Regions from separate parts of the Rattus norvegicus genome. Here region 2 is linked to region 1. The links are chromatin contacts, called in public Hi-C maps. All regions are on one chromosome and are shown on one strand. The core of a region is the stretch at or near the end of the contact, and the rest is flanking DNA. Distances in the headings are between cores, read along the strand shown.

Region 1 (7,459 bases), core at 1,875-4,374:
CGTGTGTCTGTGTGTAAGTGTGTGCGCGTGTGTCTCTGTGTATGTGAGTATGTGTGTCTGTGTGTGTATGTCTGTGTGTATGAGTGTGTATGTCTGTGTGTGTCTATGTGTGTGTCTGTGTCTGTGTGTATTCCTATCAAGTCTGTTTCCTCTCTTTCCCTCAAAGATATTTTTCTCATTTACTCTCTGGGCTGGAGGCCAGGATGCCTGGGTTTCCCGCCTGCTTCACTGTACAGGGCTCCCCTGCTGGCCTCCAGAGAGTTTCTGAACTGCTTTCCTGCAGTCTCTTTGGAGAAGGCCTTTCCCTAGGGCTGGGCGGTGCCAGGAATTGCAGATGGGATGGGGAGCAGGTACTGTGTGTAGGTAGCCTGTGGCACCAGTGAGAGCTGACTTCTCTCATGACCTCTGATTCAGCTTGCAGGCAGTGCTTACCCAGCTTGGTGGACACAGCCAGCCTGGGTCTGCCCCCAGGCTTCTGGCTTTCTATATGGGTATCCGACACCTTCTGTTGCTGTTTTGGCTATAGTATCTGAGAGGGTGCCTATTGAAACCCTTATATCCGAGCCGTGTGTCTTTCGGAGAGCAGAGGGTTAGCATAATTGGGGCTGGAGTCCCAGCTTGTTTCCCCTCTAGTCAAGCTAGGATAAAGGAAACTAGCACACGCTTTACCAATGCCAATTCCCTATGCCCTCAAAAGCCAGTGGGTAGAGCCAGGCCTTCCCTTCTCAGTGCCCACAATGTGGTTGGCATTGATTTGTCAGACATTGGGAAGGATTCCTTCTAGACCAATGACCTCCTTTCTTCTTCTCCCACAGGACAGGGGCAACTGTGATTGTAAGCACTTATGAGCAGGCCGTCCCCTCTAGGGAAGGGGTGTGGATGCCCCAGAGATGGCCAAGTTGGCACTAGCCCCAGACTGCAGTGCTGGACACCGTTCTGAGCTGAGAGTTGGTGGGTGAGGGCAGGGCACAGGCCTCCCTGCCCCCCTTATTTCCTGCTCTTTGGGCAGCTGTGGGCGAGAAAGGCTGTGGGGACTATTTTTAGTTGGTCTGTCCCCTGGCAGGAGAGACGTGCAGAAAAGCACGGGCAGGCCGAGGGGCTGGCCAAGGTGAGGGTAAAAAGACAGACTGAGAAGTGAGGAGAGGCCAGGGGCAGTAGAGAACAAGGAAGTATGTCAGCCAGGGTAACAAGCTTGCTGAGAGGGGCTTAACTCAGCTCAGAGCAGAATAGCTCTGAGGACCCCTTAGGTTTCTCTGTCCAATATCCCTTGGACCTGGAAGGAACTTTTGCCACCTAGACAAGCCCTTCCCATCACTGATGGGAACCAGAGAGGGATGTGTTTTACCCTAGGACTCTCAACCAGTGGCTGGCTATGCTGGGCCTGGAGCCCAGGTGGCTTATACCACACTTCTCTGGTCTCTACCACACGGTTTGTACTTCCTTCACTGGTTTGCAGCAAGGAGAACCTCAGACCAGGGACGTGAGGGAGGGCTGTTTCCCTCCCTGCTTGTCTGTGCAGGGTCTCTGTAAACCCCAGCTTGGTTTGTTTGGGCGGCCTGTGGCCACTGGTGTGAATGGAAACGCTGGACAGCTTCCAACACACTCCAGGCTGGCGAGCTGTGGGGCTTGGAGCCACCTTTCGGAAGGGACATCTCGTCCAGCTGTTTCATTTCGGAGACCTAGAGAGGGCCAGGGATTTTTGTCCACAGTTGCAAGATGAGTTGAGGACAGATGGGTGACAAGGACACATATCCTTAGACTCCCCAGAACCCATCCTGAGCTCATTCCTGCCATGCCCAGAACCCATGCTATGCCATTGCCCCCACAGCATAGTAAGGAGCCAGTGCAATTAGCAGAGGTCTCAGATTAGGGGGTGGGGTTGTCTGAGTCCTAGGAGCAGGGGATGGTAGAGAATAGCCAAGAAGCCATCTCTGGGGATTCCACTGGCATTCCATCTCCCTGGGGGACTCCACGTTGTATAGGCGCCGAGAAAGCCATTCATGGAATTGTAAGGCGAATGGTGCCCCCTAGAGTTGTTCCGGAACCTCTCTGTGTTGCCAGCCCTGGAAGGAGTTGTTGCAGATGGGGACCTTAATCCAACACCTCCTTTCCCAACCTTACCCTCTGTCAGTCAGCCCCTCCTGTTTCCTGGCTGGCCACCTCCTCACCCAGCAGCTCTAAGAGGGCCACAAATTATGGTGCAGGAGCCCCTCCCCCCTCCCCAGTCCCCCCCATCTCTGGGGTCCTGATTTATCATGCCCCCCATCAAGCCTGCTGCACCGTGTAAGAAATCAATAGCGTAAATGGATTGAGGCTGTTCAACCTGTCAACTCCCTTTGGGCTCCACCAACTCCACTGGGACCCATGAGCTACTCCCAGCCTTCCAGTCTCTCAACACAGCAGGCATAGACACACCTAGTAGTTGTAGCCCAGACACTGATCAGGGAGCTCTGTAGCTCCGGCTGTCTCCATCTCTCTCGCCTTCTCTTTCTTACACATAAACTGGGCTGGTCTTTGCATGACAAGTACCCTTGAACATTTATTTCCTACTTTGGGTGGAGTGGGGTGGAGGGGCTCAAGGGAGAGCAGGCTGCCAGCCAGAGGTAGGGAGGGAGGCAGGTGGGTGAGGGAAATGGGTGAGGGAGATGGGGGATTGGGTGACAGCCCACCCCATTGGCTTTGGTAACTCAATCCCCAGCCCCACCCTCATGATTTCCCTCCTGCTCGACAACTTCAGCAGCTGCTGGCAGGAGTGTGTGTGTGTGTGTGTGTGTGTGTGTGTGTGTGTGTGTGTGTACGGTGAGAGGGGCTGTGGGGGCAGGAGTGCTGCCAGGACATGTTTAAAGGAGACTCATAGCTGGGTACAACTTGGGTGGCAGGAGGAGGTGGGGTTAAATCAGAGGGTAGGTGGTGAGTGATGACGGGAGGGGGGCAGGGGGAGCTGGCTGCAAGGGGGCAGTGCAGCCCAGCCTGAGGGTCTCACTAAACTTGCTGGCACTAGAGCAGAGCTGGTGTCATGGAGCTGGGCAGTAGTGGGAGGACAGGGGCCAGCAGAGCCACAGTTCAATCCTGGATGCTGAAGCCTGCCTTCACCAGGGGGCGCATGTAACCAGGGAGGACTTTGCTGGCCTCTGTCCCTGATCCTTAGACCGTGCCTGCTGGGCAGCACAGCCCTGGTAGTGACTAAGTCGCTTCTGTCCCGGGGCTGGCAAAGTACCAGACTCAGCTCTTCTCGGTAGGTGAGTCACTGCCCTGGCATCTTCCCCGGATGCAGCTGAGTCACCCGGCCGGTAGGTGGGCATCATGCTAGGGTTAGGGTGGCGGGTTACACGTGTAGCCCCCAGTGTCCTCTCTCATCTCTTTCATCTCCTAGCCCTACCCATAAACCTGCAGAGCCAGGCAAGCGTGCTGCTTCCCCCACATACCCTGTGGAGGTAAAGGAAGAGGTAGCAGGCTTGAGAATAGAGTGGGATATGTTTGATTTGGAGGAGGAAGTGGGGGAGTGTGGGGCAGACAGCTGTGAGTTCGAATCCCACGTCTGCATCGACAAACCGTAAGACCTTGGCAAAGCAATTGTTTTGTTTGAGATAGGTTCTTATTCTGTAGCCAGGACTGGCCTGGAACTTACTATGTAAGTTCTAGAGCTCATGGCCATCCCCCCTGCTTCAGTCTCCCAAGGCCTGGGGACTATAAGCATGAACCACTACATCCAGTTGGTTAATTTCTTTCTTTTCTTAAAAAAGATTTACTTATTTTATGTATGTGAGTACACTGTCACTGTTTTCACACACACCAGAAGAGGGCATCGGACCCCATGACAGATGGTTTGTGAGATGGTTTGCTGGGATTTGAACTCAGGACCTCTGGAAGAGCAGTCAGTGCTCTTAACCACTGAGCCATCTCTCCAGCCTGACAATTTCTTTTTGAGCCTCAGTTTTCTATCCTATAAAAATGGAAACAGGGGGTTGGGGATTTAGCTCAGTGGTAGAGCGCTTGCCTAGGAAGCCCAAGGCCCTGGGTTCGGTCCCCAGCTCCAAAAAAAAGAACCAAAAAAAAAAAAAAAAAAAAAAGGAAACAGGACCCCTGTTAGACTGAGACGTAAAAGGTGACTGTGGGAAGTATACCTGGGAGATACATAATCTGGAGGCTGGGGAGGAGGAAGTTGAGGCTGGTTCTACCAGGCACCTCCCTCTCACCTCGCCCACCTTCAGGTGGTCTGAGAGAGACATTCTTCCCCCATGCCTACTTCAGATCCTGCTTAGTGCTTGGATGTGTGTGTGCTGTGCCGTCTCTCTCTCCCTCCTGTCTGTTAGGCTGTTCTCAAACATCTAATCCCCCTGCTTCCGCTTCCGGAGTGCTAGATGCCGAGATTATATATATGTACCACACCGGACTTGATGCTGTTCTTTGGTCAGTCTGTTTTGAAACAAGGTCTTACTCCGTAGCCATGACTACATAGCCTAAACTGGCCTTGAACTCAAACGGTGCTCCTGCTGCAGCTTCTCAAGTACTGGTGTTAGAGGGTACAGTGTGGGCAACCACACCTGGCTCGGTGCTCTTTTTAAGGAGTTGCTCAAGTTGTCACTCCTTTGAGGACTAGGAGCTGTCACTGGACAGTTATTACCTGTCTGAACCCAGTGAGGGACTGACTTCTTGTCTTGGGAAACCAGTGCTTCCCCCAACCCCCACAGACTGTCTCCTGCTTGCAGGGATAGTGGAGGCCCTAGGAGCGCCCTGGGGCCCTTCTCTTCTGCTAGCCTCTTGCTGTATTCTGAGTATTCTGTTCCTGAAACAGGGTCCCTGTTTGAAGGGTGTGAAAGCCCCGTTTTCAGACCAACACAGCCACTGCTGTGGACTCATGACTCCTGGCCCCCAACCTAGGGACCTCTTCCGATCCTGCAGTCATGCTTGGGTAGGCCTGGACTTTGGACCCGTGGTGCCCCGGGCATGAAGGAAGTTTCCCAGAGTGTGTAGGGTGTGTGTCCCATCTTGTGTCTGACTCCTGTAGGAAGTGGTTTGTGTGAGCATGGGCTTTTCTCTTTCATCCCCATATGGACCTACAGCTGCATCAATTCGGAAGCACACTCCACTCTCCATCATGGCTTTGTGTGTGTGTGTGTGTGTGTGTGTGTGTGTGTGTGTGTGTGTGTGTGTGTGTGTGCTGGGTGTGCTGGGTGTGCATATATATGAGGTGTACATAGTCACACCATGAATATGTGAGGTTGTGCATTTGTTCCAGGGTGTGTGTACAAGAACATTCTCATAGGCTGGCAGGTAAGCCTGAAGTGTGTACAAGAAGAATGGACCCCCTGGGCACACACCGTTAATCCCACCACTCAAAAGGCAGAGGCAGGCAGATCTCTGTGAGTTCAAAGCCAGCCATGTCTACTGAGCAAGTACCAGTACAGCCAGGACTACACAGAGAATCCCCTGTCTCAACAAGAAAGAAAGAAAGAAAGAAAGAAAGAAAGAAAGAAAGAAAGAAAGAAAGAAAGAAAAGAAGGAAAGAAAGAGAAAAAAAAAGAGAGGAAAAAGTGTACCTGAAACCACTTGCTGGCAGGTGTGCTGTCCGTGTGGGAGGCAGTGTAATTCTATGCATGCACCTACCTGGTAAGATCTAGGCTAGGAGGAGGCTATGGGAATTAGAGGTAGACTGACCCTAGGCCACCCTCTTAGCCAAGGTTCCTCACTTGTTTGAAGGCTCCTGATGATGGTGAGACTCTGGCCGAAAGGCTTGGTGAGGGCACCGGAGGGGGTGCGTGGAAGGGAATGGGTTAAGCGTCGGCCTCCACATCTGGGAGCCATTGACGCATTCTTGCCTGCTGAGCGCATGTTTGTGGATGGATCTGGACGGGACAGATCGGGGCGGGGCGGGAGAAAGGGGCTGGGCGGGTGGTTCGCACCGGCGGAAATCCAGACAGGAGCGGGAGACTGCTCTAGCCCAGCGGGCGGCGAGGGTCTGGGGAAGCGCTGCACCGCTTTGCCGAGTTTTCCCTTGCGTCCGACCTCTAGGCAGAGTGTCCCACGGACCTGACCTGTGCTACCTTCCAAGGCCGCCAGAGCAGAGCCAGAGAGAGACAAGCAGATACTCCAGTTCTAGACCCGGTTCAGACACTCATGCAACCGTGGACAAAATGCTATGTGGGCCTCGGACCTCCTGTTCCTAGTCTGAAAATCCGGACACAGGATTAGACTGAGCGTCTCTAGGGTGGAGGCCTGGGTGTGTGGCACTTCCCTTTCCAGTGGGATGTCCTGTGGGGGGCACTTGCCACTTCTCTGCCCAGGAACTCGGTGAGGGAGGCACTGCACGGTGGACCCACCCTCCTCCAGTGCAGTGCTGAAGGTGGAGACGTTAACCTCCCTGGCTGGCCGGGAGGGGGGTTGTGACAGTTGGGGATCGAGGTCTGCAGATGTGGAGTGTGATTCAGATCCTGTCCTCCTGGAACATCCATGAACTGCCCTCGGCCCTCAAGTGGGAGTGTTCTAGAATGGGGGGGGACTCCTGGCCGTCCCAAGACCTGACTTGGGGTGACCATACTTATAGCTACTCGGAGGGATTCAGTTGGGCTAGAAATTTCCTCTCATCCACTCAAGTCGGAGAGGTGTTTGGGAAAGACGAGAGATGTTCTTATGGGGAAGGCGGTCTTCTCTTTGTACTCCGGGATTTTGCAGACGAGAAAATATTGAAGTCCAGAGGAGCGAAGTGTTTAGCTCAAGGTCAGATAGCTTTCAGTTTCAGCTGACCCCGGAGGATTGTGATTAGGAGAGACAGAGACTTGACAGCTGGGGCAGGAGTCAGTGCGTTCTCCACATTACACCATCCTTTCTTCCCAGGTTTAGTAAGTGTGTGTGATGTGTGTGTGTGTGTCCCTGAGTGTGGGCGTGTGGCGGGGGGGGGGGGAGAAGGGAGTGTGTGTAGGATACCGCACCCTGAGGTTCTTTCTCCGCCGAGTCGTATTTTTATTTTTTTCTCTGAACTTCACACACACCCCTTCTCGCTCTCAATCTCTTTCTGGCGTGTTGAGGGAGGGATTCTCCCAGATTCCCACGGTCCAGCCACCAGCTGGAAGCGTCTCCTTTAAGACTCGCCCTTCCCTGGGTCTATTAAGGAGAGAGGGGCGGGTGTGAGCTTGAGAACCCGCCCCCGGTTAGTGATTGGCCCGTGGCGTACAGGGGCGGACCTGCGGCAGGGGGGCCTCCCTCCCACCCCAGCTCCATACCCTCCGCCCCCCCAGTCTAGGGCTCCGGGTAAAGTTTCAGCCTCTGCACGTGACTCGCCATGGCCGCTGCCGTCGCCCCGCGCCCCTGAGCTGCGGCCCCCCGGACGGCTCCTCTCCGAGGACCCCAAACCCCTGACGCCCGGCAGCGCCGCGGCGCCTGCTTGGGGCAGACCCTGTGCCCGCAGACGCGCAGACGGGTTGCATCCCCTCGCTTCGAGGTAATCTCTCCCCTGGAACTC
Region 2 (7,459 bases), core at 2,664-5,163, 88 kb after region 1:
GTTCTCGAAACTGACCCATGTCCCCGGCTCAGTTACTTGGACTTCTATCTTATTTTGGGTTAATTCTCAGAATACTGGTTTAATATTATTAAAAAAAAAAAAACTTATCAGTTAAAACTAGGTCAACATTCTTGAAAAGATCGTTATCAAGTCCTTAAGTGTACTCAAGTACTTGGTCATCAATAACATACCCCCTCCAGGAGCCTTAAACAGTTTACATCACACTGATCAGGGTAATAGAAAATGTGGATCAGGCACACTCGCATTTAAAACCAGAAATATAAACCCAAATTATTCTCTACTACCAGCTGCTGGCTTGCTGTTTCAATAGCATCATCAAAAAGGAAATAACAGTAACAAAAACCCCAAACCCTTCTAGACTTTCAGATGACTAGAATAATTATTGCAAATGTTAGCCGACATCCTGCCCTGTCTCACTGCATGGTTAAGCATAATGTCTACAAATTATTTTGAAATGGCTCAGAGCAACTGTGGAAATTTGTTTTGTTTTGAGACAGGGTCTCACCACAAAATTCTAGGTGGCCTGGTATGCAGATATCTGTCTCTGCCTCTTCCTGAAGGGATGAAGTGTATATACCACCCACAGCTGGTAAGCTTTTTGGTTTTGTAGTCCTGGGTCTGGACTACACACATGCTACCACCAAGCTACACTCAGTCCTTTTTCTTCCCCAAAGATTTATTTATTATGTATAGTGCTCTGCATCCGTGTATGCCTGCAGGCCAGAAGAGGGCACCAGATCTCATTATTGGATCATTAGCCACCATGTGGTTGCTGGGGATTGAACTCAGGACCTCTGGAAGAGCAGTCAGTGCTCTTAACCACTGAGCCATCTCTCCAGCCCCTGAAACATTAATTTTTTTTTTTAAGATTTATTTATTTATTATATATAAGTACACTGTAGCTGTTCAGACACACCAGAAGAGGGCATCAGATCTCATTACAGATGGTTGTGAGCCACCATGTGGTTGCTGGGATTTGAACTCAGGACCTTTGGAAGAGCAGTCAGTGCTCTTAACCGCTGAGCCATCTCTCCAGCCCCCAAAACATTAATTTTAAAGAAGCTATCTTCACGGTAATCAAAGCAAGCACAAGAATAGGAGCACTAGCACAGACAGCTTCACTTACGCATCAATTGTGACTCTAATGCAAGACATTTTTGGGTCCCTTTGTTTGTTATCAGCAGCATTAACTGTAAGAAAATAAAATACACACTTAGAAGGCATTAAAGTGCTTTACAACACACTAGGTCTATAATAAAGAAAAACATTCACAAGTAACAAAAAACAAAACAAAACAAAACCCCAACATTAACACGGCATTAGTTTACAGCAGTTTTTATTGAGACAGAATCACACGCATCTCATGCTGCCTTTGAACTTGCTACGTGGTGAAGAATAACCTTGAACTTTTGAGTTTCCTGCATCTTTCTCCTGGGCATTGGAATTAACACCTTGTTGCTTTAGTATACCAATCTCTGTTCATAGTACTACTTCCAGAGAAAAACTTAACTTTCTGGACTTTATTTGGATTATCTTGGTTTTTTTTTTTTTTGTCTGTTTTCCTTTTTGGCGGTAGGGTCTAAGTGCCTTGAATTCACTACGTAGATCAGCCGACTTTATTCTTTTTTTTTTTTTTCGGAGCTGGGGACCAAACCCAGGACCTTGCACTTGCTAGGCAAGTGCTCTACCACTGAGCTAAATCCCCAACCCCTCAAGCCAATTTTAAATGCAGACATTTGTGCACCTGTACCCCCAAGTGCTAGGATTAAAGACGTGACTGCCACAGGCAGCCTGACTGCCTCACTTTTGACCACTAATTACCTGAAATGACAGGAGCAGAGGCTATGTCTACAGAAGGTTTGGTATGCATGATACCTAGGAACTTAACCAGGAGATCTTTATATAAAAATATTTACTTACCTAGAATTTCATCAAAGATTTTATACAAACCAGGAACAAAAGTGACTTCCCTGTAGTTAATACCAACATCTTCATCGTAAACCCACATTTGCTAGAAAAGGCAAAGAAAGTTATTTTTATTTATTTATTGTTTTGTCATTAATACTCTTGCTTTTTTTTTTTTTTTTTTTTTTTGGAGCTGGGGACGGAACCCAGGGCCTTGCACTTGCTAGGCAAGCACTCTACCGCTGAGCTAAATCCCCAACCCCAATACTCATGCTTTTTCTGAGACAGTGTCTCACTAGTTTTTTTTATTTATTTATTTATTTATTTATTTATTGTTTGACATTAATATTCTTGCCTTTTCTGAGACAATGTCTCACTACGTAGCACTGACTGGCCAGAGACTGGCTACACAAACCAGGCTGGCCTCAAACTCAAGAGATCCATGTGCCTCTAACTCCTGAGTGCTGAGATTAAAGGCCTGCACCAATACATTCAGGAGTAAAGTCTTCTAGAATAAATGTTGAAACACACGCACAGAGTCCGTATCTGCATCAATGAAGGATCAGTTCCAGTGACGCCAAGTAAAGTAAGAAACATTAACCTGACACAGTATGCCGTGTTATAGAGCAAGTGCACTAAGCTAGTTTGGTTTTACCTGGGTCACTAACTCCACAGAGCCGATGTAGGTATCTGGGCGGAGCAGTATATGTTCCAGTTGGGTTTTTTTCTGATAGATTCTTTCAACGGACAGTCTTTTCTTGCCATCTTCATTCTTCTTTTTGTTGAGTAGCATATTTTCATTTACAGGCTAGTCATTTGGGGAAGCAAAAATAAACTGATTTTTACAACCTTATCAGAAGTGGCCAACAAAGTATCTGCAGTTATGATAAAGTCAATACACTGCATCACAATCTGTCCTCTGCTTGTAGGTACCGGGAGAGTTTGCATAGTTTCAAACAAACAATTCAATTAAAATCCTTGGAACTAGGTTCTGTGGTTTGTGTATGTGTGGTGCTGGGGATGGAACCCAAGGCCTTCCTTGCATGCACGTGCTTGGCAAATGCTCTGACCACTGAGCAAACTCCCCAGACCTGCTTCTCAAAACCCCGTTGCTGTTTCTGAGATAGTGTCGCATTAGGTAGCTTAAGCCATCCTCCTGCCTCAGTCTCTGGAGCAGATGCCATTCCAGGCCTGCCCCACTAGGTCTGGCTACAGGTGCCCGTTTAAATAAGTATTTTATTTCAGCCAAGTATGGACATTTCTGCCTTGAATAATATTTTTATGTCATCGATAAACTACACTCAACTTCTTTCATCTAATGGAAAAATGTTTACTGAGTGCCCACACAGTCTCGTGCAGATTGCAGATGGTGGTGTTATCCAGCCGTAGCAGTTGGGATGCTAGGGATGCAAACCCTTGGCCACATTCACATCCTGAAACAGGACTTTTTTGAGCCACTCGGTCAGCCAGCTCCTCAGTGGGAACTGTCATGTTCTGCACCTTCCGTGATGAGTTATTCAAATCAACTAGGGAAGGAAAGTGGGCCATCGAATTCAACTATAAGCCGGTTGGAAGTCACCCTGGGGCTATTAGAATACAGACCGATCACAGGACGAGTTGAACCTGCCCCCACCAACAATAAAAACACGACACTCAAGAACCCAGATTAGATTATCGATATCATTTCGTAAAGAGCTTCACCCTGTCCATGACCCCTCAAGGCCCAGAAGATGGAGTTGACCAGATCCTAGCCCGTCGCCGGCCAGCCCTCGGCCCAGGAGCCTCAACTTTCATCACCCGCCATGAACGCAGAAGCCGCGTAAAGGCTCTACTACCCGGTCCCATCCGCGAGCTGTACCTGCAGCGGTGACAACTCCATGGTGACCGTCCTGAAGGGGCTCGAGAATCCTAAAAGCGACAAAATCAGTGAGAAACGCTAGGCGACCGGCGACTTGGACGCTTCTCCACAGACGTGCGTCGGTTAGGAGAGCTTCCCTAGTTTCATTTGAACATTCATCTAGCCCGCCCAAATCAGAGGAACCAATCACCGACTCGCTCTCATTTGCTCTGTTTACAGCAATCAATCGCAGACGGTCTTTTACTCACAAAGGTCTTTTACTCAACAGGCGGCCTTTTCGAATGAACCAATTAGGTAAAGGGAGGCGGGAGAAACCTCAAGATGGACCAATAGCAATTGTAACTGTGACTGACAGGAAATCTGACCAATGAGGAGGGTCTGTGTGCTCTGAGAGATACTCTGAAGAGAGAAGGCTTTTTGGAAGTGCAAAGCGGTTGACTAAACTGTCCTCCTGAGTAAAACTAGAACACGGATGCGCATTCTTTGTTTCAGATTCGTTGAGATTACAGAGATTCTCTCCTAATCCTGGGATGTGCTTTTCTGCTTTTCTTTTTTTTTTTCTGACCAAGGAAGCAACGCCCATTCTCTCGCGGGGTTGACGAGGGGCAGCGGTTCTCAACCTGTGGGTCGTGACCCCTTTGAGGGGGATCCTATAGAAGATAACTACGCTACAATTCGTCACGGCAGCAAAAATTACAGTGATAAAATAGCAATGGAATGATTATGATAGGACGGCACCACAACATAAGGGAACTGTGTTAAAGGGCTGCAACCTTAGGAAGTGGAAGTTGAGACGCACTGGGTTAGCTCTGGAGAAATTCTGTAAAGTTCTTCCGCTGTGGACTTAGCCTTCCATACAGAAAGAGTAGACACCAAGTAGAATCGTAGACAGCGTTAACATCCCCTGTGGATCACCACTGATAAAAAGATTCATTCGTGCTTCTTCAGTGGAGAAGATGAGAAGCGGTCATGAGACCATAACGTCTCCCTCAGCTGGTGAGGGAACCCACAAGTGTTCTTTATGTTTGCCCTCTGCGCACAATGCAGTCTAGAGCGCTGTTCAGTTTGACATGGGAGGCTGGGGCTTGGTGGGTTCTCGATGGAGAAAGCTTCAATTTCCTGTGCTAAAAACAAACAAACAAACAAACAAACCCAGAAATGATAAATATAAGAAGCTAGTGTGCGACACCACACCTTTAATCCCAGTACTTGGGAGGCAGGAACAGGTGGATCTCAGAGTTTATGGTCAGCCTGGTCTACAGAGTGAGTTCCAGAGCAGCCAGGGCTACATAGAGAAATCCTGTCTCTAACCCCACCACCACCCTAAAAAAAAGCTAGCTATTATCAGCAACGAATTTGGTGAATTAAAATATTTTTCCTTTCCAAAAGAAGCCCGGGGTCAACCATTATTAAATAACTCCACACGTCCAACAATTACCCCACTGGCAAATGAAAGAGAAGGTCAGTGAAGGAATGTGGCCTGGATGATAGGAAAACCAAAGGAATAGAGTTTTGATCTTATTCTGGTCTTTCTCTTTCTCTTCAGTGTTTTCAGCCTTATCCTGTGTGTTAATAAAGGAGGCTGACTTCAATGCTTAGGGCCAGTAGGGACTCAGCAATTAGGACTTCTGTCCAGTCGGAAGACCGACAAGGCTGTGGGTGCCACATCCAGGGTTGTCATTCTCTGCAGCTTTCCTTGATATTCAGAAGCCAGGCAAGCTACCTTTACCTCTCTTGGAGCACAGAAGCCAGGTGGCTATGCTTCTCAAGGAGGCCCTTTCACTCCTGTCCTCTGTCCTGTAGTTCATCCCAGCTCGAAGCCTGCAGGCTCCACCTGGAGATGAGGCCACAGGAATTCAGTTCCCACAGGAAGCAGTTTCAATCCTGTTTTCTGGGACAGCTTCAGTGGAGATGAGAGGCATGAGCTTTAAAGTCTCCCCACAAGTTCAACTGGATCATGATTTTTGGTCTTTTCTAAATCTCAGAAGGCAGAGTCACTCCTCCCACCCCTGCAGGCCTCAGGTATCCCAAACTGGACCTGAAACCTGCTGTGTCCAAGGATGCTCTTGAACCTCTGACTGATTCTTTCCCTTCTGCCTCCTAAGGGTTAAGGCTAGGGGCTGGAGAGATGGCTCAGTGGTTAAGAGTACTTGTTGCTCTTCCAGAGGTCCTGAGTTCAATTCCCAGCAACCACATGGTGGCTCACAACCATCTGTAATGGGATCTGATGCCCTCTTCTGGTGTGCATGAAGACAGCTACAGCGTACTTCTATATAATAAATAAATAAACCTTAAAAAAAAAAAGTGCAGTGCTCAGGATCAAATACAGGGCTTCATGCATACTAGGCAACCACTCCACTAACCAGCCCCCAAATAACTTCTGCCTCAGCCCCCTCCCCACATGACGTTACCCATTGTTAAAGGTACATGGAGCTAAATGGGATATGGGGGCACTTAGTGTTAATACTTAATTTATTTCAGTTTTTGGAGACAGGGTTTCTCTATGTATCCCTGGCTGCCCTGGAACTTGCTCTGCAGATCAGGCTGGCCTTGAACTCAATATCTGCCTGAACTCAGATCTGCTTTGAACTCAGATCCTCCTGTCTTTGCCTCCCAGATGCTGGCTTAGTGTTAGATATTAAAGGTAGCAGTTTGCTCTGACCTTCCCTGGATACAAGCTCCCCCCCCCCATTTCTGCCAGAACTCTCTCCTCCTAGGAGTCCTCTAGGGTGGGGTGTCTTACAGGACTTGTAGGATCCATTGAAGGTGGAAGTAGGGTGTATGTGGGGGTAGGGTGGGCATATACGGGAATGACAGAACTGAAAGGCATTGCCCACAAAGAGAATTCCAGAATTAGCTAGATGCTAACTGACTTTTTAAAAAGATGTATTTATTTATATATGTGTGAGTACACTGTCGCTGTCTTCAGACACACCAGAAGAGGGCGTCAGATCCCATTAGAGATGGTTGTGAGCCACCATGTGCTTGCTGGGAATTGAACTCAGGACCTCTGGAAGAGCAGTCAGTGCTCTTAACCACTGAACCACCTCTCCAGCCATTACATGTTGGAGAGTCCAGGCTTTTGGACTCAGTTCTGTGGTGATGGCGGAGGGGAGGGGAAGGCTACCATCCATGTGACCCTCCTGACTCCAGAGGGGCCTAAACTGGCTTCTACTCTCCAGCCTCAGACCTGCCTCCACCCGTAGGGATGTCACTGAGTACTTGCTAGGTATCCCGACTTGGGCAAGCTACTGGATCTTGCTGTGCCAACTTGCTGTGTGGTGGGTGGGTTCCTTCATCTAAAATGGCGCTGACTGAGAGCTCCTCCTCCTGTCAGGGTGAAGACTCACAGATAAAGTGCCCCGTACACGACTTAGGAAAGACGAGGTGCTCAGCATATATCCACAGTGCTCACCTCTACTTCTCTTCAGGACTGGCTTCCCCTTCTCCCCACACTGCCTTAACAGTCAGTCCTGTGTCTAGGGAGTGTCTCTGTCAGTCGTGTATTTGCAGGAGCATGTGCACTTCTTTAATAAAGGTTTGGGTATTTTCTCCTGTGTGTGTCTGGTCTTTCTGGTGCAGCAGTAGGAGGTTAGGAGGTTCCAAAAGCTCTGTGTGTCAGTTATCAATCTGGGCCACTCCTGGGTCGGAGCTGCCTGTCTTCCCTGTAGTGGG

The links. Hi-C and Micro-C count contacts between places; a contact is called where the count stands out from the background.
Region 2: a Hi-C map of psoas muscle shows a contact between it and region 1, with 2.3 times the contacts expected there. The contact joins the promoter of Top2a here to the enhancer-like site in region 1. A contact is called at or near these places in 5 of 12 Hi-C or Micro-C datasets (the A7r5 cell line, kidney, prefrontal cortex and 1 more).

What each region holds. Positions count from the first base shown.
Region 1 is chr10:84,382,382-84,389,840 of GRCr8, forward strand. It overlaps LOC134480867 (a long non-coding RNA gene), which reads right to left. Exons shown (of 3, transcript XR_010055790.1): 3 at 6,971-7,101. It also overlaps a transcript of Rara not described here. Among named protein-coding and RNA genes, the nearest start is that of Cdc6, 25 kb to the left of the region's middle. Within about 2 kb of position 3,125, at least 20 of the 93 cell types and tissues checked have an H3K27ac peak or open chromatin away from gene starts, as enhancers often do. A contact at or near this core is called in the A7r5 cell line, where this site is marked.
Region 2 is chr10:84,469,180-84,476,638 of GRCr8, forward strand. Top2a (DNA topoisomerase II alpha) reads right to left here and starts at 3,914. Exons shown (of 35, transcript NM_001393768.1): 1 at 3,785-3,914; 2 at 2,582-2,734; 3 at 1,942-2,032; 4 at 1,148-1,211. The coding sequence starts at 3,805.